Linked DNA regions of Sus scrofa: regions 2 and 3 are each linked to region 1. A link is a contact called in public Hi-C and HiChIP or PLAC-seq data. All regions are on one chromosome and are shown on one strand. Each heading gives the region's core, a stretch centred on a gene start, on an enhancer-like site or on the middle of the called end of the contact. The rest is flanking DNA. Distances are from core to core; before and after follow the strand shown. Region 1 holds the start of TNK2 (activated CDC42 kinase 1). Region 2 holds the start of FYTTD1 (UAP56-interacting factor). Region 3 holds the start of TM4SF19 (transmembrane 4 L6 family member 19).

Region 1 (2,806 bases), core at 228-2,727:
AAGGCCCTGAGACAGAGAGCAACTCTGCACCCACTCCTCCCGCAGGGCTAGAGAAGCAAGAACCCAGACAGGGCCAGGTAAGAGGTGAACAGCCCTAGGAAGATGAGGCCCACAAGTGGCCGACCAAGCCCATATGGGGCAGGAGCGAACAGGCTTGGCATCCAGGCCATGAGGGTCAAGAGGAAGCCAAATTTAGCCCCCACTCCTGTAAGCCCCACCTCTAAGCTGGGCTGGGAGCTGGCCCTGGCTGGTAAGGAACCCATAATGCCACAGCTGTCCATGTGGCCACCTCTACGGGGGTGGGCTGGGTCTGAGCCACAGAGGATGCCCAGAGTTGAGCACTGCAGATACCCTTTCCTCTCCCACACTTTCAGGTTGTGGTCCTCACCACCAGCAGCTCTTCGCCCTTTGGCCCACTATTCATCCTTGGCTCTGGGCCCTCAGTATTAATCAAATGTGACAAGAGGTGTGGCGGGAGCAGGTCAGGCTCGTGCCCAAGTCACTGGCTGCCACACTCATATCTCAGCTCACGTGGCCGACAGGGTTACAAGATAAGGTCCTCATAATGCAATGCTGCCCCTTCCCTTTTTTGGAACGTGTTTTGAGGACCTGAGGCAGCCTGTGCTGATTGCACCACCCCAGCTATGGCATGGAGGCACCCCTACCTCCACTGGTAGACTGGTGAAGGGGTGACTACCTCCTCTACAGCCTCAGCCTGGGGCTACTCCTCTCTTCCTCTGCCCAGGCCTGGCAGCCACCCAGACAGTCTCGCCACCAGTCTAGACTCTAAGGAAATGTCCCATCACTCCAGTTGGCATATACAGTACTGGGGGGAGGGGTCCTGCCTTGCTGTTGAAAACTGCACTGCTTCCTTCCTTGCCAGGTTTAAACACCGAGAAATAAAAAAAGGCAGTTTGGAGACCACGTTCTCCTGAGATAACTGCAGCCCCCTCCTTCCAAACACAATAATTCCAGCTGAGAAGAGAACTGGGCTTCCTTACCTGCTGCCTTCCACTGGCTCTCTTCAGACACAGCTTCTATGATGACCCGGCTGAGGCAGAAAAGGACCCAGCAGGACACTGCCTGCTATCCGACAGTGGCTTCCAAAGCTCCGAGGTTCTGCTGCCCACTCCCCAAACCCCTACATTCTTCGCTCACTTCGGCCCTGCCCGACCCTGGTGCTGAGCAGCCAGCCTCTGGGTTACCACCTCTCCTCCTCCTGCGCCTCCGGATTCTGTGTCCCTCAGGGGGCTCTTCTCCCTCCTGAGACCCCTTTCCGTCCAAGTATGTTTCCTGGACAGCCCGCACCACCTGCCCCTCCTGCACCCCAGGCAGCCAATTTGCTTCCTGCACCCCGAGGCGTCCCTCTCCCTCAGGCCCCCGGGGCCCCACTGGCCGGGCCCTCCCCACCACCTCCAGTCTCCTGCGTCGTGCCGGGGCTGCTCCGAGGACCACTGCCTCCCGTCTGAGATGCCCGCAGCTCTCCCAGTTCTGCTCCCCCAGCTCTCCGGAACTTTCAAGCTCCTCTCTGCGCTCCCAGGAGCGGTCCCCGAACTCGGACAGCTGCTCGGGCTGCTGCAGCAGCCTGCGTGGGCTCCCCTCCCCCCGTTCCTGCACCCCGGTGCGGGCCTCCCCCCGCTCCTGCACTGCGGGGCTGCCTCCCCCCTTCTCCTGGTGTTGCTTGCGGGGCCCCAGCCCCTCCTCCTGCACCACAGGCCAGCTCGCGGAGCCCGTCCACCGCGGAGGGTTCCTCCAGTCCGCGCCGTCCGGCGGCCCCCACACCACCCCAGGCTGGGCTCGTGGCCCCGGCCGCCCCGCTCCTGCACCCCCGGGCCCACCCCGCCCTCCTCCTGCACGACCGGACCCACGCCCCCCTGCTCCTCCACGCCGAGCTTCAGCCCGCGAAGCTGCTGCGGGCCCCAGCTAAGAACCCCGACCCGCTGCGGCTGTTGCTCCGGCAGCGCCGGGCTAAGCCCGCCGCGCTCCTCCTGCGCGCCCCGCCTGGGACCCCCCGCTGGCACTGCCCAGCGCACTCGCCTGCCCCCCAGAGGCCGCGCGGTCCCGCCCCTCCAGATGGTGCTGCCCTCCGCGCCCGCTTACAACGGCCCCCACCCGCCTCCTTCCGCCCCGTCCCCCGGGGAGGGGGCTGCGGGGCCGCGTTCTCTCCCGCTCAGCTCCCACGTCCCGGTCCCGGCCCCCAGCCCTAGCTTTTGGGCGTCAACGTCCGCCCGCCGGGCGCAGCGCCCTGCGCCGGCCCCCGCAGGTGCTGCGGCCCCGCGCGCCGGCCCGAGAGCCAGGAGCGCCCGCCCTCCTGCCGGAGTTCCTGGAGCCCGCCTGCGCCTGCGCCGCCCCAGGGGGGCGGAGCCCCGAAGGGTTGGCCCTCCCCCTTAAGGGGCCCTGTCCAGTTTACGCCTCCCTCTCCCCGGTCCCTAGTCCGCTCCCGCTCCCGCTTCATCCCTCCAGAGGTCCTGCTTGAACCTTCCTGTGGAGCAGAGGGAGAAGAGGTGAAGGGAGGAGTTCGCATTGAGAGATGTAGTCAACCAGGCCTATCGGAGGAGCACTGAAATAGGAGTCTCGAATTCTAAGTAGTTCAGCTACTGCTGAGTTGCCATTTGACAGTATAAAAAATTACTTCCCTCTGGCATCAGTTGCCTTGTTTTCCAAAATGAGAAGGCTGGATTGAAGAGTTTCCAGGGTCCCAATCCAGTGAGTGTTTTACTGCAGAGAACTCTAGTCCTAATCTCTCAGCAGCAGCCCAGAGGCTTATGAACCTGGGCTGGCCCTACTCTTTCCCTGGGGCCCAGGG
Region 2 (2,834 bases), core at 91-2,590, 280 kb before region 1:
TGATTTCTGATGATTTGCTTGATTTACACATTGGGTTCTAACTTGTGGCAATCATAGAAACCAAGAGTTCTTGACTTTTGACCAAGAACTATGCAGAAAAACCACAAAAGAAAAGAAAAGAAAAATACCGCCCTTGGAAAAGCCGGGTACTTTTCAAATATCCGACAAACCGACAAACTGGAGGCCACAGAAAGGGCAGGCAAAGCTAATACATCAAATCCATAACCTAAATTCCGACAAAAACGGAATTACTTTAAAACCAAGTAAGCAAACACAGAAGACCGATGCCTCAATAGTGTTAGGTCTAAATTTTTAATTGAATCGCCAGTCTTCCTACTTTTCACCTAATCACCACCAAACCACCCCACTTTTCTAGATTCTACGCTTTATCTGGTTTCCCCAACCCTGGTTTTCGTTTCGTTCTGCGCTAACGTGCTAACTTGGAGGCCTGGCTGGGGAGAATGCGCTCTTCTAGGCACTACCTAATACCCCACCTGAAGGCCTTCCTAACGATCGTTCCTTTCCGTCAAAGCGCCCGTCAGAAACGGCCAAATCTCGGGGCGTCTTTACGCTTCTATTTGGCGCCAGGCCGTAGGCCCGGGCGCAGAAAACGCCCAACCAGCCCATCGCTGGAAGCACGGATTTAACCGAATCAGCCGGGCTCTCGAGGAGCTTTCCTCAGAAAGGATGGCTCCGTCGGACCCCTGCCTTCGCCCCCCCGCTAATGCCCACAGTGCACAAGCCTGAGGTGAAACCTGCCGGTTTCCCTCACAAAGAGCCGGGGTCACCCGCGAGTGGTAGCGCCCCGCCGGGGCGAAGAGGGTCCGCCCCCCTCGACGTTCCCAAGCTCCGGGCCCGAAGCGCCCCCGCCCCCTTCAGACACATCTCCGCCGAAGGGACACTCCACCCCCAGGCCCTCAGGCCCGACCCCAACACCAGCGAACGCTCGCCGGGTTCCCCATCAGCCCTTCCTTGGTTCCGCCCACCCGCAAGAAAACTCGATCTACAACTGCGGCCGACCGCCCCTTCCCCCACCAACCGCGGTACTTGGATCCACCCACACCTCCTCCCGCTCCAACAAGGTCCGACTCGGCTCCTCACCCAAAGACATATCAATTTTGTCGAGGTTTTCATTGCTGCGGGCTTTCGGCGGCGGTGGCGGGGTCGCCGCGGCCCCCATTAACCGGGTACCAAACCGGTTCATGGTTAGAGACGTCGCGTAGGAGCAGTCAGCGGAGAAGGCCAGAGGCTGAGGCCTGTCACCTCCCACTCACGCACGCACGCAGACTAGCTGCACCGAGGGAGTGCGCACGCGTGCCGCCGGCGTCCTCCCCTCCCACCAGCGGCCGAGGGCTGGGGGAGGAACCACAGAGATGAGTGGCGGGCGAGAGCGGCCCCTTCCACGCGACTCGCGCCTAGCGGCTCTTGCTGGAGGGGAGGAAACCTTGCAGCCGCTGCGGTGGCCACTAGCCAGCCAGCTGTTTCGGCAGTTCGCCGTGCTACCCAAATTATGTTGGACCCTGAGCGCCTCAGAATCACATGCCTTAAATGAGATCATGTTCCTCTGTGCCCTTCGAGTCCTTCCTGCTACAGAAATGCCCTCTAAGCTTTGGTACACACGAATGTTCACAACCCACTGCAATGCAGCCTCGGAGGCAAAACAGACCCTGCGAGTGTGGGTGGCAGAACTGCGTTCTAGCTCCCCTCTCCCTGGCCAGCTCTTCTACCTGCAGCTTGTGGAGTCGCCACGTCTGGACACAAAGCAAAGACTGCACTGATAATTCTTGCGTCACCACACTAATAAAAGTAAATGCTAACGTTTCCCATATCTGTACCACTTCTCAGCTGGCACTCTCAAAACATTTTGCATGGTACTGGCTATCTTAATAAGACCTCACCTTCCTTTGGGAGAGGGGTAAGTACTTCTGTTTATTTGGCTGCGTTTTTCTCTAATTCATTTGCGTTGAGAATTGATAGGAAGATTCTTTTTTTTCCCCCTAATCATCTCTTTAGGAAAATTTCTTAATATTTGATGAATTCCTGCATAACAACTTTTTCCTCCTATTGACAAAACGTGATATTCCCTCTCTTTTTACCTCCTTCTCCTCTAAAGTAACCCTGCTTGTGTGGACGTATTTTGGTTATATCATCCTCAGAGGAGCTTAAATATCTAAGACATTTGCATCTTGGGAAAAAATCAGGGTCAAGTATTCTGGTCATTTAGGAATCTCTGCAACCTTCCCCCTCTCCACTTCCTAAAATTTCTTTTTGCATAGAAATGAACCAGTGACCTAAAGTATCTCAAACCCACAATAGGCTGTACTTATTTTTCGCCCAAGACTCAAATACACCATAAGAGAAGCGTGAATCAGCTGAAGGGGCACCTTTGAAGGGGTACAAGACACTTAAATGGGAGAGGAATGTTTGGACTCAAAAAGACCCAAGAACAATATTCAGCATGTCAAGGAGAGTAGCGTGTATGCTCTTAGCACAATGTGCTTGATTTTACTACTATTCCACTCTGTAGTTGCCACCCCTCTCCCTACTGTTAAAAACTAGGGAACTGGATTGTATAGATGTACAAGAGAGACCTTGGTTTTATTAAGTGGTACCTTTTTACTCAATTGAGCTATTCACCTTGTGAACTTGGGAGAGTGTCTGGGCCTCCTACTCATCTTCAAAGCAAGTAGTTAAACTAAATATATGTTATACTTAATTATTTCTAAGATTCCTTACAGATCTAAAATCTTTTAGGCAAAAGACATTTTTCTCCTTGCTGTCCTTCTCTCACTAGAAATAACTTCTGCAATCTCTACTTCTTTGTGGGAGCAAAC
Region 3 (2,738 bases), core at 151-2,650, 320 kb after region 1:
CTGTAGCCACCAGCGTACACCACAGACACAGCCATGAGGAATCCGAGCCGTGTCTGTGACCTATACCTCAGCTCATGGCAACACCGGTTCCTTGACCCACTGAGCAAGGCCAGGGATCAAACCCGAGTCCCCATGCATACTAGTCGGGGTTTGCTTCCATTGCACCACAATGGGAACTCCCAGGCAACAGTTTAAGTGATCAGCTAAGTCATATGGAGGAAGAGACTGCAAATTCTGTATGTCTCTCCACCTCATCACCAAGCCAGCATTTTATCATTCTTTCATCAGTCAAATAAATATTAAGGGACCACTATCTGCCAGGCACTATTCACTCTGGTGAATCAGGGACAATCTCTTGCCTTGAGGAACTTAAAATCTGGAGGGGACACTAACCACGCCCCTAGCAAGTGCCCAGAAGAACTGTATCCAACTGAAGGTGTGATGGAAGCACCCAGAGAGTTGCCTAGTCTTGTCGGCAGAAGCAAGGCAGAGCCTCTTGGAAGAAGGGCTGTCTGAGCTAAAACTTGACGACAAGACAATAGACGGGCAAAGAGAGGAAGAGAAAAGTATTCTAAGCATGCGTTAAGGCCGAACGTTGACAGTCTGAGGCAAAGAGACATTGCATGAATTGCCTGAAGTCACACAGCTGCTCAGTGGCTGAGCCAGGTCACCTTTGAGTGGGACGTTTGTGCTCTTAACTGCTAGGCTCCACTATTCCCTGGCCATCCCCTCACTGGGCAGTTCCATTTTTGCTTACCTGCATCCAGCAGCAAGAAGCAGGATGGGAGAGAAAGAACCTGGGAGGAGTGGGCCTGCACACCTGTGGCCCCAGCTGGGGTTCCTGCAGAGCTGGACTGGAGGCTGCTCTTTCAGGACTCCTAGGGAGGGCCAGGGAGACGCTGTATATATGTGGAGGTCACCCAGGCGGGTGTGTGTGGGCATGCTTGCCCAACACCACTCACTGCCCACAGGCCTCCATCAAAGGAGCTTTCTTCTTCCTGGAGAGCCCTCTCCTGATGACCCACTCTCTGCTCATTTTCATGTGATCTTCTAAGGAAGGAACCAGGAGGCATGGTCTCGTGAACTAAGATGCCTTAATGAATCAGAGGATGCACCCATGAGAAATACTTTATCCTCCCTTCTTTCCCAAGCCACAACATTTTTTTCCCACATACCAGCTGCCCGTATCTGTTTCACTCACGGTAGAATCTGGGCTCTTTGGAAAAACAGCACTGGGCAGAGCAGCCATCATTTTTTTCCTTATTATCTTCCTTACTTTGCTCTTAGCTGTGGTTCCCTTACTAGTCTTCTAACCTTTTTATTCAAGCTCCAGGCCACCACCATCTCATACCACAGCCACACCAGATTGTTGAGCATTTTTGGGTGCTCCGCATGGGTGATCTGTGACCCCCCACTTTTGACAAGCTCCTATTGAATATCCGGTTCAGGAGTTCCTGTTGTGGCTCAGTGGTTAACAAATCCGACTAGGAACCGTGAGGTTGCGGGTTCGATCCCTGGCCTTGCTCAGTGGGTTAAGGATCTGGTGTTGCCGTGAGCTGTGGTGTAGGTTGTAGACGCGGCTCGGATCCCGCGTTGCTGTGGCTCTGGCATAGGCCTGCAGCTACAGCTCCGATTAGACCCCTAGCCTGGGAACCTCCATAAGCCTAGGGAGCATCCCTAGAAAAGGCAAAAGAGTCAAAAAAAAAAAAGAAAGAAAGAAAGAAAGAAAGAAAGAAAGAAAGCAATACTGAGAAAACCTTTGATGAATATATATAATTAGTTATTATATTCTTTTAAATTGCATATGAGCTGCTTTCTCTGTATGAAGTTTCCATGTTTGCAGAGGTATATGTGCCTGACACAAAATCTGGTAAACAACTTTTGAAAAGTTCATTAAATAGGATCCAGTTTTCATTTTCATGGTAAAAAGAAATCATTTAGAACCCAAACAAATTCTTGTGTCTCCCCAGAGAACTGAATTTTTGTAGAAGATACTAGGCTGAGGATTCACAAAGCTATATAATAAGAAGAAACATTTATTAACCTTATAAATCACATTTACAAGTTATCTCCTTAGATCTTTAAAACATAATTACAGGAGTTCCCGTCGTGGCGCAGTGGTTAATGAATCCGACTAGGAACCATGAGGTTGCGGGTTCGATCCCTGCCCTTGCTCAGTGGGTTAACGATCCGGCGTTGCCGTGAGCTGTGGTGTAGGTTGCAGACGAGGCTCGGATCCTGCGTTGCTGTGGCTCTGGCGTAGGCCGGTGGCTACAGCTCCGATTAGACCCCTAGCCTGGGAACCTCCATATGCCGCGGGAGCGGCCCAAGAAATAGCAACAACAACAACAAAAAAGACAAAAGACAAAAAAAAAAAAACATAATTACAGCAAATAAAATAAATATTAGGTTAGCTTCAACCTAAATGTTCATCAACAGATGAATGGATAAAGAAAGATATGGTACATATTATGTGACATATATTATACCATTATGTGGTACAGTGGAGTATTACTCAGCCATGAAAAAGAATGAAATAATACCATTTGCAGCAACATGGATGGACCTAGAGATTATCATACTAAGTAAGCCACACAGAGAAAGACAAGTATCATGAGATCACTAATATATGGAATCTTAAAAAAATGATACAAATGAACTTATTTACAAAACAGACTCTCAGATTTAGGGAACAGATTTATGGTTACCAAAGGGGAAAGAGGAGGGGAGGGATGGAT

The links. Hi-C and Micro-C count contacts between places; a contact is called where the count stands out from the background. HiChIP or PLAC-seq counts read pairs in DNA pulled down with a chosen protein or histone mark.
Region 2: a Hi-C map of liver shows a contact between it and region 1, with 2.5 times the contacts expected there. The contact joins the promoter of FYTTD1 here to the promoter of TNK2 in region 1. A contact is called at or near these places in 2 of 5 promoter capture datasets (fetal skeletal muscle and liver), 4 of 47 Hi-C or Micro-C datasets (brain, embryonic fibroblasts, liver and 1 more) and 2 of 2 datasets of contacts at active chromatin or transcription factors (alveolar macrophages and skeletal muscle).
Region 3: an H3K27ac HiChIP or PLAC-seq map of alveolar macrophages shows a contact between it and region 1. The contact joins the promoter of TM4SF19 here to the promoter of TNK2 in region 1. A contact is called at or near these places in 1 of 5 promoter capture datasets (fetal liver), 1 of 47 Hi-C or Micro-C datasets (skeletal muscle) and 1 of 2 datasets of contacts at active chromatin or transcription factors (alveolar macrophages).

What each region holds. Positions count from the first base shown.
Region 1 is chr13:134,080,937-134,083,742 of Sscrofa11.1, reverse strand. It overlaps TNK2 (activated CDC42 kinase 1), which reads right to left and starts at 1,477. Exons shown (of 13, transcript XM_021070192.1): 1 at 1,002-1,477. It also overlaps the pseudogene LOC106505774.
Region 2 is chr13:134,362,152-134,364,985 of Sscrofa11.1, reverse strand. It overlaps FYTTD1 (UAP56-interacting factor), which reads right to left and starts at 1,340. Exons shown (of 9, transcript XM_003358772.4): 1 at 1,102-1,340. The coding sequence starts at 1,204. It also overlaps a transcript of RUBCN not described here.
Region 3 is chr13:133,757,807-133,760,544 of Sscrofa11.1, reverse strand. TM4SF19 (transmembrane 4 L6 family member 19) reads right to left here and starts at 1,400. Exons shown (of 6, transcript XM_013991129.2): 1 at 758-1,400. The coding sequence starts at 942.